Linked DNA regions of Mus musculus: region 1 is linked to region 2. A link is a contact called in public HiChIP or PLAC-seq data. All regions are on one chromosome and are shown on one strand. The core of a region is the stretch at or near the end of the contact, and the rest is flanking DNA. Distances in the headings are between cores, read along the strand shown.

What was found. HiChIP or PLAC-seq counts read pairs in DNA pulled down with a chosen protein or histone mark.
Region 1: an H3K27ac HiChIP or PLAC-seq map of embryonic stem cells shows a contact between it and region 2, with 3 times the contacts expected there. The contact joins two enhancer-like sites. A contact is called at or near these places in 2 of 115 datasets of contacts at active chromatin or transcription factors (both in embryonic stem cells).

The regions. Positions count from the first base shown.
Region 1 is chr9:115,721,927-115,727,126 of GRCm38.p6, reverse strand. No RefSeq gene overlaps it. Among named protein-coding and RNA genes, the nearest start is that of D330037F02Rik, 59 kb to the right of the region's middle. Within about 2 kb of position 2,831, at least 12 of the 459 cell types and tissues checked have an H3K27ac peak or open chromatin away from gene starts, as enhancers often do. A contact at or near this core is called in embryonic stem cells, where this site is marked.
Region 2 is chr9:115,167,968-115,173,239 of GRCm38.p6, reverse strand. The region is part of intron 5 of Osbpl10 (oxysterol binding protein-like 10); the gene reads right to left. Among named protein-coding and RNA genes, the nearest start is that of Gm4665, 15 kb to the left of the region's middle. Within about 2 kb of position 3,554, at least 13 of the 459 cell types and tissues checked have an H3K27ac peak or open chromatin away from gene starts, as enhancers often do. A contact at or near this core is called in embryonic stem cells, where this site is marked.

The DNA.
Region 1 (5,200 bases), core at 1,582-4,081, 550 kb before region 2:
ACTCTTCCAACAATGCACCTGCCTGCCCAGCAACATTACTGTCATGAACACTCCTCTCTCTGCACAACACATTTAAAAGCCTAGAATGACCACCTGTGTCAGGTGACATCCACATTGCTCTCTGAACAATGGGATACATTTCTCCTCTCTTTTAAATATCATCAAAATAAGACAGTCTCTAGTAACATGCATTCCCATTAGATCCCAGTGCAATGTAGGGCCATTCCAGTCTGAACAGGTTTGGAGGTACATATGCAAGAAGGCAAAAAAAAAAAAAAAGTGTACTCAAGTAAACTTTTGGGAAAATTCTCTCATTTACCATCTTATGCCTACACGTAATTGGGTGTGTGTATACGATTCAGAGCAGATGCATTACAGAAGGGGCCTGTGCAATAGCAAAATGATGCAATGACCTAACCTAAGCATCAAAACAGAAAACCACTGTTACTTTCTTCTTACTAACCAAACCTTATAAGAGGAAACCCCAGAAAATGACCAGCACGCTTGAATACCTTCATTCCTGTGGCCTGCTGCTCCCTCCAAGTGTACTCTGATATTGAAATAAAGCTTCCTTGCAAATCAGTGTGGGCTTTATTTCAGGTCTTTGAATAAGAAGCAGAGAACCTGGAAACACCCTACCCCAACCCAGACCAATGATAGCAGTTCAAAACGGTGGAACAAGGGAGGACCTTTAGAAAGATGACTTGGGCTCTGCTCAGTGTGACTAATGGGTCAATGGATTGACATCGGGCTACCTTGAGTGGGTTATCTTCTATAAAAGCTACTTTGGCTGGGTCTCCCCACTGAGTCATCTTGCTAGCCTTGCCAATACTTTCTTTATAATAACCCTTCTTAACACACCATGCCTACTTGATTGAGATATTGTCTCACAGCATATCTCTTTAAATCCTTTAGAACACAGAAAAGGAGCAATCTTCTTGGACTTCTATCTCCTTAATACGCTAGGGGGCCAATGAATCTTTACTGTTTTCCCTCTAGCTATAAATATAAGACAGTTAGTTGACATACAGCCACTCAATATGTACAACATATGCAAACGGGAAGGCCCGAAGCTCCTGCCCTAGAGATAACCATTGCTAACAGTTCAGAGCATCTACATTCAATTTTGCCTTTCCACACATGCTAACGTATTTTATTTTCATTTTCTTCTTTAAAAAGCAAAATTGGTGTCACATTATACAGTGTTCTTCCATATGTTTTTTTTTTCCCTGTTCTCCTGGCAAGATTTCTTGGAAACACTTCATTTTGAAAAGTTGTTTCTGCATTAGTATGTATAGATTCTCATTCTCCTGAACAGTTCCTGATCTGCCATAATATGTCCAATTATTTCCACACTGAAGGATATTTGGGTTGCTTCCTTCCTCGTCTACATATTAATGCATGCTAAGATCAACACTTTGGTGATATGGGGGAGGGGTCCCTTGAAGTGATGGAGATGTTCTCTCTTGCCTGAAGTGAGCATGACTGGGGATAATGTTATAGGGAGCACACCAGAGATGACCACTCTGACACTGCTTATAACCAATTGAAAGTCTTTATTCCAGCCATCTGGGACTACACTCGGGTATTCAGGTCCTAAGTATAGCACTGAGTGTTCACAGCACAGGGTTTTTTTTAAGGCAAACAGAAACCACCATTTCCTACCATCTTGCTCAGCAGCAGCAGGGGGAGTCTGTGTGTGTGTGGTGGGGGTGTGCTTCACACAAGCAAGCAAGTTGACAGAAGCTAAAATAAGCAGTTAGCTGCAGGCGGGGGTTCTTCTGAACAAGCAGGCAGTTTGGTGGAAGCTAAGATAAGTTAGCAGGGGCATCTTAACCTTGGGTTCTTGGAACAGAGTTTGACAATTTTCCATGGGATTCTCCATCAAGGATCTCAAACTCTAGTTAAACCTGAGACGGCCTCAGCAAGAATACAAAACAGAGGAAGCTCTGAACCATCTTTCCCTGTCACAGTATAAGGGCACGGGACAATCAACAGCCACCAGAACTACCCCAAGCCAGGAATTTCTGGATTCTTTGTCTTATAGACTCAAAAAGTGAATTTCAGAAACAGTAGGATTGTGAACTTGAAAGGAGCTTTTAAATTATTTATTTTATTTTTAATCACATGTGTATGTGTGGGTGTGGACACATATGTGCAGGTGCCCTTGGAAACCAGAAGTGTCAGATTCCGTGGAGCTGGGTTTGCAGACAAGCATAAGAATCCTGGTACAGGTGCTGGGAAGCAAACTCAGGTTCTCTGCAAGAACAGTATGAACTCTTAGCCACTGAGCTTTCTCTCCAATGACTACAGAGATTACTATATGAGCATAAGCGAACAAAAGCAAGGCAGAAGCAGAAACCCAAAACTGGGGTGATGTGGAGCTGTGAATCCAGTACATTTTCGTATGGCTCAAGAAGAAATTTGCATGGGGCCTGAAGAGGAAAGCAGCTTGTCCCATTAGCCAGCCCACGAGGTATCTAGGTGCCTCTCCATATCGGTCACAGCGTCACTTGTAACTTCTAGGCAGGGAGGATACTTAATTTGGATAAAAACAAGAAAGATATTAAGGATAGGAACCAGGGTAGGAACCAGACTGCCTTTCTGATTTCTGCCCAGAACTGAAACAATGATGTTCCCAACTCTCCTGAACTGCCAGGCCAGCTTCTAGCTCCTGTCCTCTTCACCTTCATGAAGCCTGACATAGCTTTTCTGGAGGATAAACGCCTCTAAGAGGGAATTTGGAGACAGGATGCTAGCCATACCCATTTATAGTCCCATCAGTCAAACCCAGGGGCTGTCTATGCCTCCACCCCCTGCAGCTTCTTCCCTTTCTTTCGTGTTTGTGTTCTATCTCATTATAATTAACATAGGGCAGAATAACAATAGGCTCTTTTCTCTCCTTTACAGATGGATTGAAAAGGAAATTCCCTAAGTGGTAAATAGGAGATTAACTTTGCCCAGGGGTAATTAGCATTTATATAGCTCTCCTTCTCAGAGGTAATACAGCCTTAACTAACTCACATTTGTTCACAAACAAAAATTTGACACCAAGAGAATTGTGCAGGCCCTTCCTGGGAGCTATGAACAGAAGTGATCTGAGAAAGTCCTGTGTGAATTATAGATTCTGTGGACTGACAGACTGGCCAGAACTCTGAGACTGCGAAGGTTGCCTTTATGGCCAACCTGCACTGGCCTGGCATCTTTGTGCTTATCAGGTAAAGTTACCTGGGATTTGAGATTTCCTGGTATGGGTTGTCTTATTACTGAGAGAATTTAAAAACAAAATCAGAAGGAAGTTCAAGGAGCATTTCATTAGACCTTGAGAGAAAACAACTGGAAAAGCAAGGCGAAAAATCCCAGCAGGCATTGGAAGGAGGGATCCGAGAGAGCTATCTATCTGTACCTTTGGAATCCAAGAGAGTAAGCAGGCTCAGCAATGAAGGGCAGAAAGGAGCTGCCTGGGACTTAAAGATTCAGAAGAGTAAGAAAGCATGCTTATGTTTGTAGCTGGTGCTGTGTTTGTATAAAGAGATAAAGAGCCGGGCAGTGGTGTCACGCACGCCTTTAATCCTAGCACTTGGGAGGCAGAGGCAGGTGGATCTCTGAGTTCAAGGCCAGCCTGGTTTTAAGGGGGTGCCTAAGTGGTCCCATGGCAAGGCATCCCTTCCCCCTGAGGGACCAGCCACATGACAGTATAGTATAGAGTTGATTCAGGGCATGAGGAGGGGAGTTAAGAGGGTAGTAGAAGCAGAGAGAGGAAGTAGATAAGTAGAAGAGTAGAGGAGTAGAGGCCGGCCATGGGCACATGGAGAGAGAGGGGAAAAGGAAAGCAGGGAAAGAGCAAGACAGTAGCAAGAGAGCAAGACAGGGCAAGCAGCCCCTTTTATAGTAAGTCAGGCCTACCTGGCTGTTGCCAGGTAACTGTGGGGCAGAGCTTAGACAGAATGCTAACAGCTGGCATCTGGAAAAGAGATGGAAAGAAAGCAAGCAGCTACAATGTTCTGACTTAGAGTTTAGAAAAGCAGAGAAGGTTTGACAGTGAGGATCTATAAGCAGAGAAGGGAGGAGCCATCAATACAATATCTCATTAAGGGGCTGGTCTTTCCTCCCATGTTCTCAGCACATCCTCCGGAGAATCAAGGGGTAGTCTCCTCGACAGGCCAAGTTGGATTGATGCTGAAGGAAGGAGTATGTAATGCTTGGGGGAGGTGAGAATGTCTGAGTCTCCACCCAGGGTTAGAGGGGAACTCGGATTCATTATTTTGACAAGGAAGAAGTTCCTTTCCCTTAATGGACCAACAAAATCTAATGCCTCTTCCTTCTCAGGTGATATTTTAAACTTTACAGAAGGACAAAGCCGATGTTTCCCTTTCTAGTGTTGCTAGGGAAACCACTGTGGTATCCAAAGCCAATTCTGATGGATCCGGTCCCTCCTCGATGGCCTCCAAGACTGCTAATATCTGCCCAGATTTCTAACAGTAAGATTTTCAGACTGTATTGCTTTAGCAGACCCCTAGCTTCCACCCACCCTGAAGCTAAGCATGTATTCAGATTGTATCTGAAAACTGCAGAAAAGATGTTTTTTTCCTACTCAGCTATGACTATCCATTGATGTATTTGTTAAACACACTTGATTTTTGTTTTGCTTTTGTTGTTATTGTTGTTCTGTTACTACAAAGGTTCATCCATGTCTTCCCTTCCACAGTGGAATATGCCGCTCAAGGGAACCTGAATCCATTCCTGGATCGTGCTCATTCAGATATGGCTCATAATAAACTATCTCTCAGTCCCGTGTTTTCTTGGACAGAGTTACATTCTGCTGTTCTGTTCGTCAACGCAGGTGTCTTTAAGACTCTTCAGTTTATTGGTCTTTAAGAATCATTTCAGAAGACTTTAAAATGGAGGACCATACTGTTTCTGAGGCAGGCTGTTAAAAAGGACGACTAGAAAATGGTAGGCTAATGCAAAGTTACTTCACATTCAATCCTAGCACTCAGAAGGCAGAGGCTTGTGACCCTCTGTAAGTTTGAGGCCAGCCTGATCTATACACAGAGAGATCTATATAAAAGGTGTCCAGTGTGAACTTGTTTATAAGTTATATATATATATATGTGTATATATGTGTGTGTGTGTGTGTGTGTGTGTGTGTGTGTGTGTGTGTGTATAAAGTAGCAATGCATAGGCTGGAGTTTCAGCA
Region 2 (5,272 bases), core at 2,305-4,804:
TATGTGGGAGGCAGGAGGGTTGGTGCTCAGCAAGAGAGCTTTGGCTTTGCAAGATGAAAACATTGGGGGTTTGTTCAAAGCAATACAATACAGTGACACTGTTAACTATTCATTGCACTGTTAACTCAAAAAGCAGGACCAGTCATGCTGCTCAGTTGCTAACAGTGTGTGTCTGGTATGCATGCACGAAGTCCTAGATCCAATTCCCAGCATAACCCAGACATGATGGTCTGCTCCTATGAGCTCAGACCTCAGAAGCATGAGGCCATCCTTGGCTATACGATGAGTTTGAATACATCCTAGGCTACCTGAGACCCCATCTTAAAGAAGAATGAATGGGGCTGGAGAGATGGCTCAGCAGCTAAGAGCACTTGTTGCTCTTGCAGAGGACCTGGGTTCAACTCCCAGCACCTATATGGTGGCTCACAATCATCTGTAACACTTCCATAGGCAACAGAACCCTCTTCTGACTTCCATAGACACCATGAATGTGTGTGATTCATATACATACATGCAGGCAAAACATCCATGTACACAACCTTTTAAAAAGATGAATGAGTTCATACATGAATGGATAGATAAATATGGCCCAGTATGGAGAAAGCCAGTCTGTCCCCTGGTTTAGTTTCACTTGCCTCGCCTGGTCCCCTCCCCCCCCCACCTCTACCCCCCACCCACGTTGAACCCTGTTGGCTAGGGATCCAATGCTTGTATCCCCAGTCCATTCATATTTTGTTGTCTTCATCTCTAATCTAACAAGATCTGAGGTCGGAATTTTCTAGAAGTAATTAGCATTGAGTGGGATCATCAGCTAGAACCTTCAACAGGATCTGTATCCTTAAAAACAAAAGACCAGAGCTGTCACCTCACATGCACAGCAGGAGGAAGCCCATGTTGGGAGTGAGGAAGGGCAGTGCCCATCAGTGGGGGAGGGGAACCCCATCAGCCAGAGCCTGGCTTGGATGCCCAGTCTCCGGCACTGCCAAATACATGCATCTGTTGGTCGCACCATGGCGATTGGAGCTTTAGCTGACTGAAGTCCTTTCTATGTCAAATCTTGACGGTCTGTTCATTGTGGGTTGGTTTTACGTTAATTTTAAAGTACAGCATATTAAAGCATCACTTATCACAATTCCTGAGCTGTTTCCGCATTAATGTACGCACATGCATCTATAGTTCTGTATGTGTGCGCACACATACGCACATACACGAGTGTGCACTCCCACAGGTACATGTAAGCATGATGGTCAGAAGACAGTTGACGGGGTTTGGTTCTCTCTACCATGTGGCTCCCAGGGACCAAGTCAGGTGATGAGCCTTGGCAGCAAATATGTTTACCAGTGAGCCACCCCAGAGTCTAATTCCTGAGTTTTGGGGCACTAGAATTCTCTGCTCCGGCCTGTTGTCTCATTGGTTTTATCTGAGCCCTGAACTGATAATTTTTCTAAACATAATGATATATCTCACATCACAAAGTGATTGAATTAACCATTGGCATGTAGAAAAATATCATACTACTATGAAGAGTGCCAACAGACAAGTGCTTGCCACACAAATGTGAAGCCCTGAGTTCAATACCCAGCACAGCCACATGGATACAACATACACACATAGGGATAGCCCACACGTAACGTCCCCAAAATAGTGTCTAGTGAGCAGGGAGCTCAAGCGTGCCTTGTCTTCCTCACTAACTTATCCTGGCTGGGATAAGTACAAAATATAGGTTCAAGAAGGCTTATGCCGGGCGGTGGTGGCGCACACCTTTAATCCCAGCACTCGGGAGGCAGAGGCAGACGGATTTCTGAGTTCGAGGCCAATCTGGTCTACAAAGTGAGTTCCAGGACAGCCAGGACTATATGGAGAAACTCTGTCTTGAAAACCAAACAAACAAAAAAACCAAACAAACAAAAAAGAAGGCTTGTTAAAAACAAAACAAAAGCATATACAACACAAACTGCCTTTATGGTTTATGCATTCTCCAAAATCTCAAAGGCAGGATAAGAGAAATACAGTTTTTGTAGCAAAAAAATAAAAACAAAACAAAACAAAAAAAACCAACCAATATGGAATGTGGATCAAAACCCACCAGGTACATATCAGAGTGAGGGTCTCCAGGTTAACAGTGAAAGAACAGCCTGCATCCTTCTTTCTCTCTTTCTTTTCCCTTTTCTGAGCCAGGCTGGTTTCAAACTCACAATCCTCCTGTCTCCCAAGTGCTGGGATCTCAGGTGTCTCCTGGGAGCCTCAATGTGCTGAGTGTCACCAGCCCTCTGACCAGTGATGTCCCCAGGAAGCCTCTCCCGCTGGTTCCTGGTGACCTCATCTCTCAGGTTCAATAAACCATCTCGGGGTTTCAGAGTCAGGCTGTAGCCTTCAAAGTGGATAAAAGTGTGAGGCGTATCTGGGGCAGAAAGCCAGTGTTCCTAACTTGTATGTGTGTAGAGGAATGGAAATGGTACCCGTGCATGCAGAGACCGTTGGAAATGGTGTGCACACGTGTGTGCAGAGGCCACAGGAAACTTCCGGGTGCCAGTCCTCAGGTGCTGCCATCTTGTGTTTTTGAAACAGTGCATCTCTCATTTGGCCTGGAACTTGCTGACTGAACTAGCCTGGTTGGCCAGCCCTGGATCCTTCCCGTCTCTACCTCCTCCATCCAATGCTGGGATAACAAATGCATGAGGTGCCTGGCAGCAAGGCTTTTCCCACCTTTCTTTTTAACCCGAGTTTGAGGACTGAACTTGGGTCCTCACACTTACATGATAAGCACTGTATTGAAAGAACCATCTCCTGGTCCCTGGCTACCTGCCTTCTTTATGGAAAAATTGCCACTCAAGAACTTTGTTTTGACTGATTAGAAAGCTCACCCACCTGAAACACACCTCGAGGTTAGCTCGTAGCTTTTCCTACCTATCTTACTGATGGGCATGATCTCATTTCTCATTGTCTTAAAGCCATATAATAAAAGTGACTGGCAGTGGGCAGTTTTGCCAGAAGGAGGGAGCAGACAGAAAAGGCAGGCACTGAGTGGAGGAGGAGGAGAAAGGGAAGTGGGCACCAGGAAAGCCCAGGATAGCCATGAGCATCACCTGTCACCATTTCCAGTGGGACATGCCTATCAGCAGCACTTTCCAGGAATCTTAGGAGAGGAGGAGAATGTTCTAGAACATGAGAGAGGGACTATGGACCTTCTACCCCAGCTCTCCCGGTACCTGATTTGCTTCAGTCCTTATTCAGGCCCACCCATGTGAGGAGTGGGTGTGGCCTCCGCCCCAAGATGGCGCCCAGGACGGCTGCCAGGTCTTATGACCTGCATCTGACTTCCTCATTACCTCAGACTTAGCCACATCCCAGCTGCCCGCACTGCGCAGACGCCATGCCTCGTCAGCTCGCCTGAGGTGTTGTCACTTGCTGTGAACCAATGGACTGCCGTTTTGGGACTGGGGTGATTGGGAGGAGTCAGTAGGGTATTTAAGGCGCGCCCCGGGGTTGTTCCAGGGATTCCTGCATTGCAATGCCAAGTGTTCCTGAATAAAACCTGCTTGTAGAAGGACAATGTGGTGTTACATCTTTCCTGCTGGTAGGGGTGGATGTGACACACCCAAGTCACCGTCCTGACAGAGCTAGCCCTAGCACCTCATTTCCCAAGCCCACTTTGCGCCCAGCAGGCTGGAGATCCAGCTCTGACTCAGAAGCACACTGAGCGGTTACAGCCCTTGCTGGGAGCTGGATCTCCACTCCCTGAACAGTGAGCCTGGAAGTAAGTAACCAACAAGAAAGAGAACAAAGTCCTTTGAACCCCAGTCCCTTCAAGTTTCAATTCCCCTCCATGCTGAGAACCCAAGTGCAGTCCCAGCTCCAAGCTCCTGGCCGTGTCTGCTCACTTTTTATGTAGATCTAGGGCTGGTGAAAGACAGACTCGCAGCCCCTCCTGACCAGGCACATGTCCCCATTGAGCTGATGGTGAGGAATGGAGAGAAAACTGCACGCTTCAAGCCTTGACTGAAAAGCCCAATCACTTTATTCTTCCTTGCAAACCTCTCTAAAAAACATTCGAGATGCCCCACCCACACCCCACCCCCCCCAGAGACGGTCCTGGGAGTCAGGTTGCACAGGAGGGAGCAGGTACGTATGCCTGGGACAAAAGATGGACCAGAGTGTGACATCTTTAGATAATGGCGCCTCAGCCAACCAGATTCCCAGAAGACGCTCAGAAACCTTTCAGGACATGAACTACTCTGATATCACAAGGGGCAGGGGTAGATATCAGTAGAGTGTTTGCCTAGCAGGCACAAAGCCCTGGGTTCGGTTCCCAGTACTGAATAAAGTATGGCGCTTCTATTCCCAATGGTTGGGAGGTAGAGGCAAGAAGACCAGGAGTTCAAGGTCCTTGGCCATGTCTGAAAGTCTGTCTTTAAAATTAGTGTTCACTGTTTTAGAAACCATAGGTAGGAACGTGTAAGTCTTGAGAGTTGGGAGCGGAGGAGACGAGTCACCTATCAAGTTTCAGGCTCCCTCCCACTAATCGAGTCACGTGTGACGGCACAGTGGTGAGCTAAGATGCCTTCCAGCTTCTGGCAGGGTTTTCTGACAAAATGGTCATGAAGGATGGGTGGGGGCCGGGGAGACAGCTCAGTGGATGAAGTGCTTAGTGTAACCTCGAGGGCTGAGTCTGACCTCTACCACCCGTGTTAAAATTAAAAAGCAGGTACGCTCAAGAGTTTGAGAAGGCAGACACAGGTAGGTCCTCAGCCACCCTGTCTGGACAAGCTAGTCTACTGTACTTTTTAAAAAAATATTTATTTTTAATTAAGTGTATGTATATGGCACAGGAGGGAGCAGTATGGTGGATACATGCATTTGAGTGTAGGCATCTGTGGAGGCCAGAGGGGAGTGTCAGATTCCTGGGGCTGGAATTACAGTCAGCTGTGGGCCACGTGATGTGGGTGCTGGGAACCTAGCTCTACCAAGTGCTCTTAACCCTGGGCCGTCGCGACACTGCCCCCATACTATTCTTATAACCTTTCTGAAGCCTGAAATCATTTATTTATGAGGTTTGGGTTTTGGTTTGTCTTGAGACAGAATATTGAACCATCTTCCCTCAAGTTATTTTTGTCTTTAGTGTTGAGTTTAACCTTCAGTGATGTCTTTCTGCCTGCTGACTACTTACTCGTCAGATAGAACTGAATTCTCTTGGAGCCATATGTTCCTGCCTCTGGCTTTTGGAAGAGGAACTAGCAATGTTTCTGGAATGTTCTTCAGCATGACCAGCCCC